Regions from separate parts of the Rattus norvegicus genome. Here region 2 is linked to region 1. Evidence: chromatin contacts called from public Hi-C data. All regions are on one chromosome and are shown on one strand. Each heading gives the region's core, a stretch centred on a gene start, on an enhancer-like site or on the middle of the called end of the contact. The rest is flanking DNA. Distances are from core to core; before and after follow the strand shown.

Region 1 (6,954 bases), core at 1,445-3,944:
CTTCATGTTTTCATGATCTCTTAAGTAATGCTCACCCTGCTGGGGGATGCACTTACATTTCTGGCTGTATAGCTGCGACAGGCAGACAGCCCTGGCTACTAATCACACACTAGATCTATCAGACTCTAGGCTACCACTGGGGCCAGGGCTGTGCACATCATTACTGTCTGAGGCAAGCCTCCTGCTGCCTGAATATCTCAGCTTGTCCGCTTCCTGCCATTCTCCACAGCTGCCGCTAGAGCTGGCTTCCTCTGGGGCTGAGGGAGGATAAACTGAGGCACACTGCTCTATGGCTATTCCCCATTTTCAGGCTCAGCTTTAGACAACGGTTCCCTCACTAGTTGGTACCCAGGCACCGTCTTCTATTTCATGATGTGACAGAACGGGATTCCTCCCACTCTGTGGAGGAATCATTCTCGTCTGTGCCTGCAACTGGACGTGAGTCTTCGAGGGTGTAGCTCTGTCCTGAGCATGCTTGCGCTCCCCTGTGGAGGAGCAGCCCCCTGTACCCGTACCCTGTCCAGTGCTCCAGAGAGCAGTGAAGCTGGAACTGGGCCCGGCTTGGTGCCATGTCCTCTGTCTTTTTCTCAGCTATTCAGTCACCTGGCATGGTGACACTGCCTTTAATCCCAGCGCTCTGGCTGGGAGGCAGAGGCAGGTAGATCTCTGTGAGTTTCAGGTCAGCCTGGTCTACAAAGTGAGTTCTGGGGTAGTCAGGGTTACAAAGAGAAACTATGTCTCAGGAGGGAAAAATCCTAATGAACAAAAAGGTCATTTTCATATAGGAATTTTTCTTTGTGCAAGTACAATGTGAAAACTAAGGGCACTTAGAGATAGGAAAGACATGTTTTGGAAAGTATTGGTCTGCACTAAAACAATGGACCTTGAATTACAGTTGTCCCTTGGGACTTGCGGTGGGTGGTTCAGAATGCCTGGGAAATAGCAAACCTTCAGGTGCCTATTAGCATAGAAGCTGTGAGCTTGTTCCCATGTGTCTGAGAACATCTCTACTTATAATGCCTTCTACCATACAAATACTATAATACAGCTGACATATTGTATCCTTTAGGGAGTAATGACAAGAAACCGTCTGTTATATACTCAGCTTACATGCCAGCCTATTTCTCCCTGAATGTTTGATGGAGAAACCCCAGCCATGAGGCCCATTGTCTGAAGTCTCCGTCTGGCAAGGTGGGTGCAAAGGGGATGGAGAAAGGGTGATTCTGGTGTGAAAGCTAGACCCAAGGCTAACTTTCCCAGGGACGTACCTGATCAGGTGAGTACTGTGTCCCAGTGTTGTTGCAGAGCCAGGGGGAGGGTCACTGAATGTCCTGTCATTTCCAGTCACTAGGGTTCCAGTTCTGATTTCAGCAAGCACTCAATTCACTCTTATGGGTGGCCTGTGCTAAAGTTGATTCTCTGTGACTGTTTTTTCTTTTTTAAGAACTATTCAGTACTAGGTACCGGGCTTAGGGCCTCCTGTGTGCTAGGCAACTGATACCCACAGAGCTACATACATACTGGTGTGCATGTGTGTGTATGTACATATGCGCGCGCGCACACACACACACACACACACACACACACACACACACACACACACCAATCTTTGACTTAGGGTTTCACTAAGTTGTCCAAGTTGGTTCTGAACTCATTACTCATTGTAGAGCCCAGTGTGGCCTTGAGTTGCGATCCTCCTGCCTCAGCCCCCTAAGCAGTGGAGATTTATAGGCATATCTACCATGCCTAGCACGTTTCTGATTTTAGGATCTGTTACAGTCCCAGTTAAGTGTCCCTTTAACCTTTCTGAGTAGAGGAAACTAAGATCTAAAAGACCAAATTTCTGTGGGAATTCAGAGTCAAAACTAGAGAAGAAATCTTTCTTTGCAACTTTGTGATACAATCTCCTCAAGAAACCCAGCCCTCTTTATGGTACTAAGAATATTCCTGTCTCCATGGCTCTCTGTGCACCATCTCAGGAGCCAGACTAACATTGCTGGGGGTTTAGCACATTCTCCATAGCCATTAAACAGGAAGTCCTTGGCCCCAGAGGAAAGAAAAGCAGATTTGAGCTCAACAGTCTTTCTGGGTATCAGCAGCACTGAACCTCTCATGCCGCCATGCATGCAGGTGACAAGAAGGTGGTTTGAAATGGTGTCCTAACCACTGCCTATGAATGAGGCTTAAAATGACAAATGTGTGCTCCTGTCACTGTGGAAGCAAGGTGCTAGAAGACCTGCTGGACTACACCTGGGTGAGGCTGGTCACTCCGTGAGGTCAGACAGGTGAGTGCTAAATTCCACTGAACCTGACCAAGGACAGAGGTTTTTTTTTCCTGCTTCTGTACTTTGTCTGACTGAGGGGTTAGATCTCTGCTGCCCAGATTTTCAGGGGATTTAGAGTTAAAGTCCATCATCAAGAGCAAAGGCACATTAAAGCACTGGCATGTCCTGGGGAAGGACTATGAGGAAGATCGAGAGGAAGGCAAGCAGGCTCTTTTCTCAGCCTTGACCGGGTCTAAGCACCAGCTTCAATGCCCTTCCTTACAGCTGCTTGCTTGTCTGTGCCAGGGTCTGGATATTGGAAACTTTATTCATTTTTCTGGTGTCCAGCAGCAGGCTAATCTGGTCAAGGGCAAGGCAGAGGTGAAACACTGTCAACATTCCATTCCGTGCTCAGGCCCTGAGAGGCTGATGAAAAGCGCCCTCTGTTTCCTCATCTTGAAAAAAACAGTAGACAGACAGACAGACAGACGGACATACCTACCTATCCAAAAACTAGTGAGAAAAGGAACAAAGTTAAAAGGAACCTAGGCTGTAACAGCTGTCACAGATCAAGTGTCCAAGGCCAGGCTGTGCTCGCTCTCTCTCTCTCTCTCTCTCTCTCTCTCTCTCTCTCTCTCTCTCCCTCTCTCTTAACAGAAACAAAAATGGTTTAGTATGTAATAGGCAGATACAGCTAGAGTTTACTCACTTAGCACTGTTTAATTCATGAGAAAAAGGACTGGAAATTCACTAGGCTATTCTGGAACTATACCATGTAGCCTATACTCATTGGGACCAAAACCCCACCATTTTGAAATTTAATGAATCAAATCAGATTGCTAAGCTAAAGTGTTAAAACGTTATATTGGGGGGAGAATCTGGGGAATAGTTTGACATTTCCATCAACAGCTTTTCTCCATGTTTGTGTCCTGGGTGCATTCCAGTCCCTACCAAAGGGCCATCCATATTCAGTGACATTTGACTGTGGTGTAGGTTAAACAGACAACAGAAAAGGGGAAAAATGTTTTAATACTTTCCCTTCCTGTGGAAGCTTCTGGGGGGGACTCCAGACCCCCCTTTAGGACTGGGGCCATGTCCTGTGGAACCTGACACATCCCTGCCTAAAGTTCTGCGCCTTAGGCTTGGAGTCCTGGTGTGCAGCAGTTTGCAGTCACCCATTCCCATCTGACCCCTCCTCATCTGTCTCTCCGGCCGGCTCTAAGGACCTGACATAGGTTCTCCTCCAAGACCACTGACAGCAGCAGTTCCGTGTAGACACCATCATAGCAAATCTCGAGTGCTACCCGGCAGCAGAAAGAGTCCTGACCTGAGTCTGCCCAGTGTAACGTATAACCCAGCTGCTGCTCCAGCTGTCCCTCTGTCATTCACTGGACGGTTCGATACTTACCTGGGTGTGGGAGCTGCAAGGATAGACCAGAAAAGACAGGGCAGAAAATAACTGGAGTCAGAGATTAGCAGGCTGCTCTGAAGAATCACAGTTTCATGTCTTGTGCCCTCAGTGCCAACTGCCTTTTGCCCCACCCTGGTTGGTTGCTCCCCGAGGGATGTATGGCCTCAGCATTAGGAAGCCCTTTGTTTATACTGTGCTGACCTCTAGAGGCTTCCAATTAAAAGGCATCCCAGAGGATCCACTTCACTTTGGCATCGACATCCGCTTTGGGGTTGTTTCCCTAGAAAATAAAATGTTAGGTTCTTTTCACATTTCTTTTTTGGCTGCAAATCACAGCTTGCCCAGGTTTTTTTTTTGTTTGTTTGTTTGTTTTGTTTTGTTTTTTTTTTGGTTCTTGGTTTTAAAGCGGCACTGTTTTCTATTCCAAAAAGGGGAAAGATGGGTTAGAGATTCAGAGGGGCTTTGTGCCACTTATGGTATCAAAAGGAAAAGTGTCAGCTGGTTCTAGAAGCGTTTCAACCCTGCTTCCAAACTGCCAGATGGCTGAGCCTGACAAACGGAGGAATTTTTGGTTGACTAACTCAGCAGGACACTGGGCTAGACACCCAGCCCTGGGAGTCTCCAAATACTGGAGTGTGGGTTGTTTTTCCCGTGTTGTGAATCCACCCATGCGTGTGCAGCGCGCCCTGGGGGATATTGTGGTACCCACCCCACCTGCCTGACTTCACTATGGAAACCAGAGTGGTTACTATATCCCTAAGCAAGGAACACTATCCTTCCCTCTTGGCTGTAGTTTGAATCCTGCAATCTACTATAAGGAGAAGGGGTGTGTGGCAAGGCAGGAGGAAACCTCCAAGCATTTGAGCTAATATACAGCTGTGGATCTTCACTTGGGAAAGGGATCCTGAGAAAAGCATGACCATGCAGGTCACCATTGTTGCTTTATGGGACCTTGTAGCACTCCCTCCTCTACAGAGGGCTGTACAGGTGTTCTGCTGATGCTCCTCCCCCAAGGGAAATCAGAAACAAGGTCACTGGGCTTACTCTTACCCATGAGAAATCAAAAGAATGGTGTGTGTGTGTGTGTGTGTGTGTGTGTGTGTGTGTGTGTGTGTAGTGCCACACAGACTGTCAGGGACCTGTCTAGGCCAGAACCCTCCTCTCGCCAGATGATTTCAGAGATTAGCGGTGGCGGCGAGAGATGAGTAATGCTGAGATCTGTCCCTGCACGTAAAGGAGCCGAGCCCGTGATCAAGTCATAGAAATGGGAGTTCTCTCATGATAGAAATCTGTCTACATGGCCCTTCTGGAGCCGGTCTTTGACCAGAGAGCCTTAGAATGCTTTTCTCTGGACCTGGAATCGGTACCAAGGACTTCCGATGATATCAGGCACACACAGCCTCAAGCTGGGGCTGCGAAGCCATTTTGAAGCTTACAGACCCCCTCATTCGGAGCGAGAATATGGATCTTTAAACAAAGAGTGAAACTTCCTGCCAACTTTCAGAGCTCCTTCTGACATGCCTTTGTCTATTGAATAAAAGCAGCTGGGAGCAAGGTGTGGAAGAGACAGCATTCTGTCGGCATTCTGTCGTTAAGGATATGGATTTCTAATTGGACCACAAAGCATTCCTAACTAGGTCTGCAAAAAGGAATTCTCACCTGTGAAACCAGTACTAGTTGAAAGGGAGCGACCGAACTGCCGAACACTAGCCAGACAGTTACACGCTCCCAAATGTGTGAACCCCTAACCTTCCAACCCACCTTTGATGCAACTGCTCCCTCCCGCCCCAGTGTCCACAGTCTGGCTCTTCATTTATACATCACACACAGTGATGTAACCGAAATCTGCAGACTGAGTAAAGAAGACAAAAGGCACCAGGGCTGGAAGGCTCTTTAATTGCAAGTGTATGGTAATTACATCCTTGGATGTGGTCCTTGCTCTCATGGGAGGGAGGAGGAAGCAGATGGACAAGGTGAAGAGAGAATTTACACGGTTCCCTTTGAAGCATCTAACAAAGGACACAGTTTTTGGCAACCCATTTCACAGTTTGTCACTTACAAGAGAGCTCTCTGAAAGGAAATACAAACTCAAAGAAAGCACATGCATCACACAGGAAAAACTCCCCATCCAAGAACAAAACAAAACCTAGAAACAAACAACAAAACCCCTTGTTTTTATTCCTTCCGATTTGCTTCTCTGGAGAAATCTCACTTTTACACAAATAAGTACTGGCTGGAAAGCTGGGCTCCGATTTGCCCAGCACTGAATATTTATTTCAGTGCCTTTTAGAAGGCTAGCATTTGTACAGAGTGTTGGTCTCTGCTAGTTCAGAAGGTTCTTACTAAAACAGAACCTTGAGAAGCAAAAAGGACACCTGGGGAAAGGTGGTTTATGAAGAGCACACTGCTAGCTTCCCTCCTAATACCGAACAACTGGAACACAGTCCTAATCAAACCGAACGCTAGTTCCTGTGTAGCCTGATGCACACTTTTGACTGCTCGGAACTACTCAGCCTTGCAGTGCGGTGAGTGGGTTTCTAACAGAAAACGCTCAAGGTCATTGCCAATGACCACAGGCTACCAGCGTCCCGGCAAGTTCTACACCTACTCTGTATGAAACCTAGAAGACCTCACTTTCTCAAGTCATGCTAGCTGCCATCAGACCAAAGTAACTTGTTTGTATGCCAGAGGAATGTTTCTAACGTAAAAACATTTTATGCATCTCTGGAGAGGATGCAAGAAGGCGCGCATGGCATCTCCCGAGAGGTTTGTTCTAGGGACAGGAGCCTCCGCCTGGGTTTACTGACACGGGAGCACCAGTGGAGGAGAGAGCAGGCATGGCCCCCCTTCTGCCGTCACAGCCCCTCTTAAGCCAGCACTCTTGAAGGCAAGCTTCCCTGCCTGGCAGGGATTTTATTTTTAAGGGAAGGCATTCTACCAAGTGTGTAGGACATTTGCTGTGCCTTCGGCTTGGCAGGGGGCATCTGAAAATCACAAAGCCATTACCGGCATCCTCTAAGCACCCAGTTCTCTAGAGACAGTCAAGAACACAAGTGGTCCAGGAGGTAAGTGTGGACTACGTGCCTTGTTTACAACTCAGATGGATGGAGACCTAACTCCTCACTGCCCCCGTTCACCTCCTCCCAGCACACATTAAGTCTTGTCCATCCCTACACTCCTCTCACTGGAGAAAACCAGATTTGATTAAACTGTTTCCCAACTGGTGAGTTTTAGCATGCAATAACTAAAAATTCCGCTCTGGGATCACAACACCCTGGA
Region 2 (6,954 bases), core at 1,835-4,334, 190 kb before region 1:
GCTAAAGAGCAAGAGCTGCTAGTTACATTATTTATGTATTGTTTGTGGAGGCAGGGCACGTGTGTGGAAGTCAGAGAACAAGAGAGGAGAACTGGTTCTCTCCTACCATTCGGGTCCAGGCTTTCAGTCTTGGTGACATCACTTAAACCCACTCTCTTAGGGTTATCACTGCTGTGATAAAATACCATGACCAAAAGCAATTTGGGGAAAAAATAGTTTATTTATTTGACTTGTACTTCCATATCACTGTTCATCATCAAAAGAAGTCAGGGCAGGAACTGATGCAGAGACCATAGAGGAGTACGACTTACTGGCTTGCTCAGCCTGCTTTCTTATGAAACCAGGAGCACCAGAATAAGGATGGCCTCATCACAGTGAGCTGGACCCTCTTAGATCAATCACTAACTAAGAAAATGCCCTATAGGCTTAGTATATACAGCTTGACCTTCTGAAGGCATTTTTTCAATTAAAGTTCCCGTCTGTTGACCCCAGCTGTGTCAAATTGACATAAAACCAGCCAGTAGCACCTTCCTAGCCTAAAGAGCAAGAAATGATCAAATTGAGGAAGTGTGAGGAAGGCAGCGACAGGACCTCAGAACAACACTGCTGCCCTCCAGTTGCAGTCACAGTGTGGCCCTCTGCTTCTGGCTGCAGCGCAGGGCTCCACTGCCCTGATACCTTCTTTAAATTACCTTATGGGATATGAAAAAAGAGATAGTCATGGGTTTATCTTTAATTTATTAAGCACTAATAAACTATGTCAGCAGAACAAAACTGTATTACAAAGTAGTATTTTGGCTTGTTAGTGATACAAACATCTTGCAGTGTATTAAGGATGGGAAGGAGACTGCCTACGATGATACAGCTTTGGAAGGAGCTGCTACCTAATCATCTCAAAATTGCTAAACTATCGTCAGCGTCAGAACACCTAGGCTCAAATTAGCACCAATAGACTCCGTGCCCACCACCAGTCAACTTCCCATGCACTCTAACATGCTCATTGTGTGACGGGGCCGTAGTGCTCGCAGGGTCACTTTAACACCAGGCGAGTTACAGGCAGAAGACAATTTGCAATACCAGCCCACAGTACTCAATGACCAGAAAACAACTGGAACGGTGCTCATGCATGTAGAGTGAATTCTCTTTGCAAGCTGGGACTTGAAGAGTGCCTTGCTTTTCTTCTTCTCTTTCATGTGTGAGAATGTATGTGTGCATGTGCTCATGTGTGGGAGCCAGAAGTTGACAACTTGGGTCTTCCTTAATCACTCTCTACCTTATTTTTGTTAGTCTCTTACTAAATCTGGAGGTTGCCAACTAGGCTAGATTAGCTGGTCAGTAAGCTCCAGGGATCCGCCTACCTCAGCATTAGGACTTCAGTGTGTACACTGGCCCAGTGCTTTGTACATGGGTTCAGATCTGAACTCAGGTCTTTCATGACATACCCTTGCTCCTCTTTCCTTAAAGCACATGACTCAGATGTAAATGACATACAAAAAGTTGTGCATATGCCATTAATTGGATGCTTTGTAAAATCATGGGACTTAACTACTCTGACCCTTCAAGAATTCTTCCAAGACAATGTGGTCATGATATATACCTCACTGTCTGTCTGCTTCCCTCCAGCATTAAACCTGAATTAAACAAACGAATGTGGTGTCAAGAACCAAGAGTGTGCTAGTCACTCAATGCCTAACCACACTCAAGAAGCCAGAATAACCACTGGCCTTTCTTTTCTGCTGTTCTTTTGGGAGTAGTTCTGGGTATTAGGAATTAAGCCCAGGACTGGGATAGTTAAGTGTGCATTCTAACACTGGGCAAGACTCTTAAGACTCCATAGTGTATCTTTAAATATGAGTTATTATATAGTAGTCTTACAAAATATCTAGAAAACACATGTACATGCCCCCACACACATACGCAATAAAAAAGTTCAAAAAAATTGAAGATGAAAACAGTAATCCAAAATAACATTTTACAAATCAATTAAAACAAAAAAGGGACAATTACCCATAACACAGGAATCTGGTGTGCTTAATCCGAAGGGTGCTCTGGACAAGATCTATTTACTTCAAACCATTCATCTATGCAGCTAGAAAAGAACAAAATTAGCAAAGTGTAAATCCCATGTATACTTACATCCTAACAGTTAGAATAAAAATACCTACTACTTGACTTTACTGTCATTGGAGGTGAGAAAAAATTGGTATTTTTACTGATTACACTTAAAAGAAAGATGTTAATTACACTTCAGTTATTCTACATTATTAAGGGGGAAATCCTCACAATTATGCAATGAAGTACTTTCAACTTTAAAAAGGAAAAACGATTCCCTTAGAGAACTATCATTTCATCAGTATTTAAAAATCAAGTCAGAGCTGGAAAAATATTTCCTTTTCAAAACAGTTACATACAGGTCTGCTCAGGTTGTCTACCAGTATAATAAAAATGGATTTAAATTTTTTGTTCTTGACAATATTGCGTATCATTTTTAAAAAGTCCACATTTCTATATAATTACTGAACCTTTTATTCTACCCTGCTCTGAAATCCATAGATACACAGAAGAAGATACCATTTATAGAGCGCTCACGAGCTTACTGGAAATCATGTATAAGATTCCTCTTTCTTTGGATTTGTGTATGTTGTGCATACATGTATATACATGTGTGCATACATGTGGAAGCTAAGCACAACCTTGGAGGGCATTTATTCAACAGGGCCTCTCACTAGCCTGGAATTCACTAAGTGAGGTAGTGAGGCCAGCAGAGCCGTGAGTCCCAGGGATCCGCCCCCTCCCACCCCAAGCACTGAGGTTATAAGTGCTGGTCACCACACTCGCTCTTTTTTTGTGGGTTCCAAGGATTAAACCCAAAGACCACATCCTTGCAAGTTAAGCACTTTACTGAGCTACCTTCATAGCCCATAATTATCCCTAATATAGACCTGCACTGCCCAAAGCAGAAGTCGTCTAGAGTCATTAATTAACAACAGAATTCCGTTTCTCAGCCCCATTTCGAGTGTTCACAATAGTGATGTGTGCAATGGCTGCTCCACTGTCAGCAGAGATGTAACACATTCCTCTCACTGTGCAAAGTTCAAAGTCACAGAGCTGTGCAAACAGACAATCAATGTCTTCCAAGAACAAGTAACCAGCAGCTTGTAAGTCACTAAAACAGGATTCAAACTGCTCAGTGTTCTCACTGGGGGCACATGTGAATTTCTGCTCATAAAGTCCAGTGAGCTAACCCTGCAGTGGTAACTGAGGAGACACCATTCCTATACACCAACAGGGTGGCTCTACAGGTGACAGCACCAGAAATAAAAGGTAAAGGAAGTATGTCAATACTTCCAAATGCTTTAGCAACTTCTGATACCACCACAATATTTAATCTAAATATCATACCCCAATGTGATTACAATGTGTTTTCAGTCTGGTGTGTACCACTGAACTGTGAAATATCTCCCACCTACATCTTAAAACAAAATGCTACAGCTGTGGTTACAACTCATGTGGTTTTCAATGGGTTCTTACTTTATGGCCATGTAATCTGTGCAGTTAAGTAACTTCAGAACCATTCTCATGTAAACTGATATCAATCCACAAAGTTTCTACTGTAAACTACTTCACTGGTTGTTTAGACTGTGACACATCCTTTCTCCTAGCTGCTCCACCAGGAATTCAGTATTCAGTATTTCTGAATATATAGTGTTACCCTATATTTAAAAATTTAAATTAGTGCTACCATAAATATTATACCTCATTTGCCTTCTTCATAAATGCTTTTAAATTTGTATTTCATTATATAATTATATAATAATAGCACATGATCTTGATGCCAAATAATCCCAGCTGTTTGGCTGCTGAGATAGGAGGATGACAGCTTTAAGGCTAGCCTAGAAAGCTTGTGTGAAATCCTGTTTCAAAATAAATAATGACAAAGAGTATATCACAATTTATCTATTATTTTACTATAGAAATTCTCAGTTATCTATAGTCAGCCTCTGAAAGGTCAAACAAAAAATATAAATTAATTCTGTCATTAATTATAGTTTGAATTGGCTTTGTAAAGTCATAGTGAGGCTTTCTCGGTGCTGGCTCACATTCGGGTTTAGCTGCCTTATTCCTTTCCCCTCCAATAATGGGCAGTAGCAGCTTTCTCTAGACTTGTTCTGCAGAACAGACTTGAGAGTAGAAGGACCAGCTTGTAACATGTAATAGCAATTACAGATGCCCACCACCAACTATACTGATCCTCTTTTCTGAATTGATTGCTAACAATTTTTTACTTTCAAAAATATTTTATTATAATTTACTTACTTATTGTAGGGGGAGCTTGTGTGTGCTTTGGTGACCATGTGGTGACCACAGCCTACAGGAACAAGTTCTGTCCATCTACTTGAATGAAGATCCTGAGGATCAAACTCAGGCTTGGGGCAAGTACGTTTGCCCACTGAACTATCTCAACGCCCCCACCTCCTTTGGTCTTCTTCTTACAGATTTCCAAAAGGCTACTATTATTGAGGTATCTCAGTGTGTGTGTGTGTGTGTGCGTGCGTGCGTGCGTGTGCGTGTGTCTGTCTGTCTTTCTGTCTGGTGTGGGGTCAGGGTTTCTGAAGTAAAGCAGGTATTGTTATATTCTATGCTGATCACAAATTAAGAGTTCTTTCTGCTTCAGTCTCCTAAATACTAGCATTACAGGTAGACAGCACTATGCCTGGCACTATGCATGCTTTTTAATAAAAACTTTTCCACCAAATCATAAACTAAAAGTAACAAGGTTTGATGGTTAATATCAGATAAAGGAAAACCATAACATATTTTGTTACCAGAACAAAAACATGTTGATTTCTAATAAATACTGTAGTTTTGGATTATTGATGAGTTTAATATCACATATAGTGAAGGAAGAATCCAGACTGATAGGCCATGAAGACTAAAGCCAATCACCTAGAACTTAGAACTGTGACAGAGCTCTTTAGAACCACAGAGCCTGATGGAGCTCTGGGCAGGGCCGTGGGGATGAGTGCCCTTCCACACTGCAGTCCTGAATGGCCTGTTCTCACCTGCAGCCGTTACACAGTAGCACTTATGCTGGACAAAGTATCACATGGACAGAGTATTTCCATGTTACTATATCATCCTGTCTCCAACTGCCAACTACACACGTTATCTGCTGCAGCATCTGACTGAAGAACTGCTGTTCTATTTCAAACATAAAATGTTGTCAAAGCTCAGAGCCATTTCTACTATTTCTACCTCAAATGTAAATATGCTACAATTTGTAACAATTTTATCAATCTTCTAAGTTTATTTCTTAACTCTGAGTAGGTGGACCATATATGTATATGAGCTCCTGGATGTCAGAAGAGGGAGGTGTTAGAGCCTCTATAACCAGGATTACGGGAGGCTGAGAGCTACCATGTGACTGCTGGAAACTGAAGCCAGTTTCTTAGCTGCTGAGCCATCTCTGAGCACACCTTAAGCTTATTTTGGAGGATCTAGCTTAAACAAAAAGAAAGTTCTTATGAAAAGGTAAAAAAAAAAAAAAATCCTCATTTTTTTCTCTACTTCCTTAGATTTTGAATTTCACATGTATTGCAGAGACAACCTAGAATGTTTTTCTATTTCCTCTTCACTAAACTTTTAATTTTTTTTAAAATTATCTTTAATCTTTTTTTTACAGTCCACTTGTTATCCAACTCCCAGTCTGCCTCTGACAGTTCTTCATCCTATTTCTCACCACCCCGAACCCTTCCTGTTAGCATTCTGTCTAAGCTCCACCCCCAGTTACCTGGCAACAGTCAGGTATGCCTGACACTATAAAAGGAGTTGCTTGCTCCCTCCTCATTCTCTTGTTCTTGTTCTCCCTTGCCCTTCCCCTCTTCCCTTTTGTCCCTTCTTCCTTATTCCCCTCCCCCCTTCCCTCCTCCTGCTCCTCCTCTTCCTCCTCCTCCTCCCCTTCTTACTCCTCCTACACTTCTCTCTCATCTCTCTCTCCCTTGTCTCTTCCTCACATTAAACCTTTCCATGTGGAACCATGTTGGCCTGGTGTGGTTTGTCTGGACGCTAGCCAAGATTTCTACCCCAACCCCAACACCCCCCCAATCCCCCCTTCACTAGTCCCTGGGGCCTCAAGTCTCTTGAGGGTTAGGTGCATCTTCTCGCAGAGGCCAGACCAGGCAGTCCTCTGCTGTATATGTGTGTGGGGCCTCTTATTAGCTGGCATGTGTTGCCTGGGACAACCTAGAATTTTTATTTTAAACTTAAAAATAGGATTTCAATTCCTTTTTTGTATCTATAACTAATTGGTCCCCCCCACCAACTACCAGAAGCTTACTCCGTCTACTATACTGTAACAGTACCTCTAGTTTTTTTTCATTTACTTAGGTTTTATTAGTGCTAACATTTCCCAAATTTTAACCCACACTTAAATCCTCATAACTAGATAAGTTTACCCTATTATCCTTACCTTAAACATTCAGACAAGGAAATCAAAGCCCATCTAAGATCACACAGTGAGTTAATCAGTGGAAGGACTGATAGTCCTGATTTCAGCTCACATGTCCCTCAGTCTCATTCTGTGGTCCCCTCACGCAGGCTCATGTGTGCATGGACTCAGTTCTGTCCTTCTATTTCTTCATGTCTTAGGTCATGTACCAACAGGATCATTCTTCAGGAGTATGCTCACTGCTTTTTTTATTTTTGGCCCTTCACTTTTAGTCTATATATATTTTTAGAAACACTGTGTCCAGTTGTAAGAAATTAAGATTTGATTGGGGCAGCATTAATTATATAGATTAATTTGGGTATAAATATTATTTTATAATCCTGAGTTTTTCTATACCCAATATGACTTACATGTATATTAATCTTTGATACCTTATGTTTCAATAACTATTGGGTAAACATACAAACATATACATTCATCAGACTGAACCACGGGGCTGGGGATGC

The links. A called contact is a pair of places that touch in the nucleus more often than the background predicts.
Region 2: a Hi-C map of liver shows a contact between it and region 1, with 6 times the contacts expected there. The contact joins two enhancer-like sites. A contact is called at or near these places in 2 of 12 Hi-C or Micro-C datasets (both in liver).

The regions. Positions count from the first base shown.
Region 1 is chr4:85,157,386-85,164,339 of GRCr8, reverse strand. Mturn (maturin, neural progenitor differentiation regulator homolog) reads right to left here. Exons shown (of 3, transcript NM_001007645.2): 3 at 5,550-6,954. Among named protein-coding and RNA genes, the nearest start is that of Mturn, 23 kb to the right of the region's middle. Within about 2 kb of position 2,694, at least 6 of the 93 cell types and tissues checked have an H3K27ac peak or open chromatin away from gene starts, as enhancers often do. A contact at or near this core is called in liver, where this site is marked.
Region 2 is chr4:85,344,526-85,351,479 of GRCr8, reverse strand. It overlaps Znrf2 (zinc and ring finger 2), which reads right to left. Exons shown (of 5, transcript NM_001108628.2): 4 at 2,008-2,089. The coding sequence ends at 2,032. Among named protein-coding and RNA genes, the nearest start is that of Znrf2, 67 kb to the right of the region's middle. Within about 2 kb of position 3,084, at least 1 of the 93 cell types and tissues checked has an H3K27ac peak or open chromatin away from gene starts, as enhancers often do. A contact at or near this core is called in liver, where this site is marked.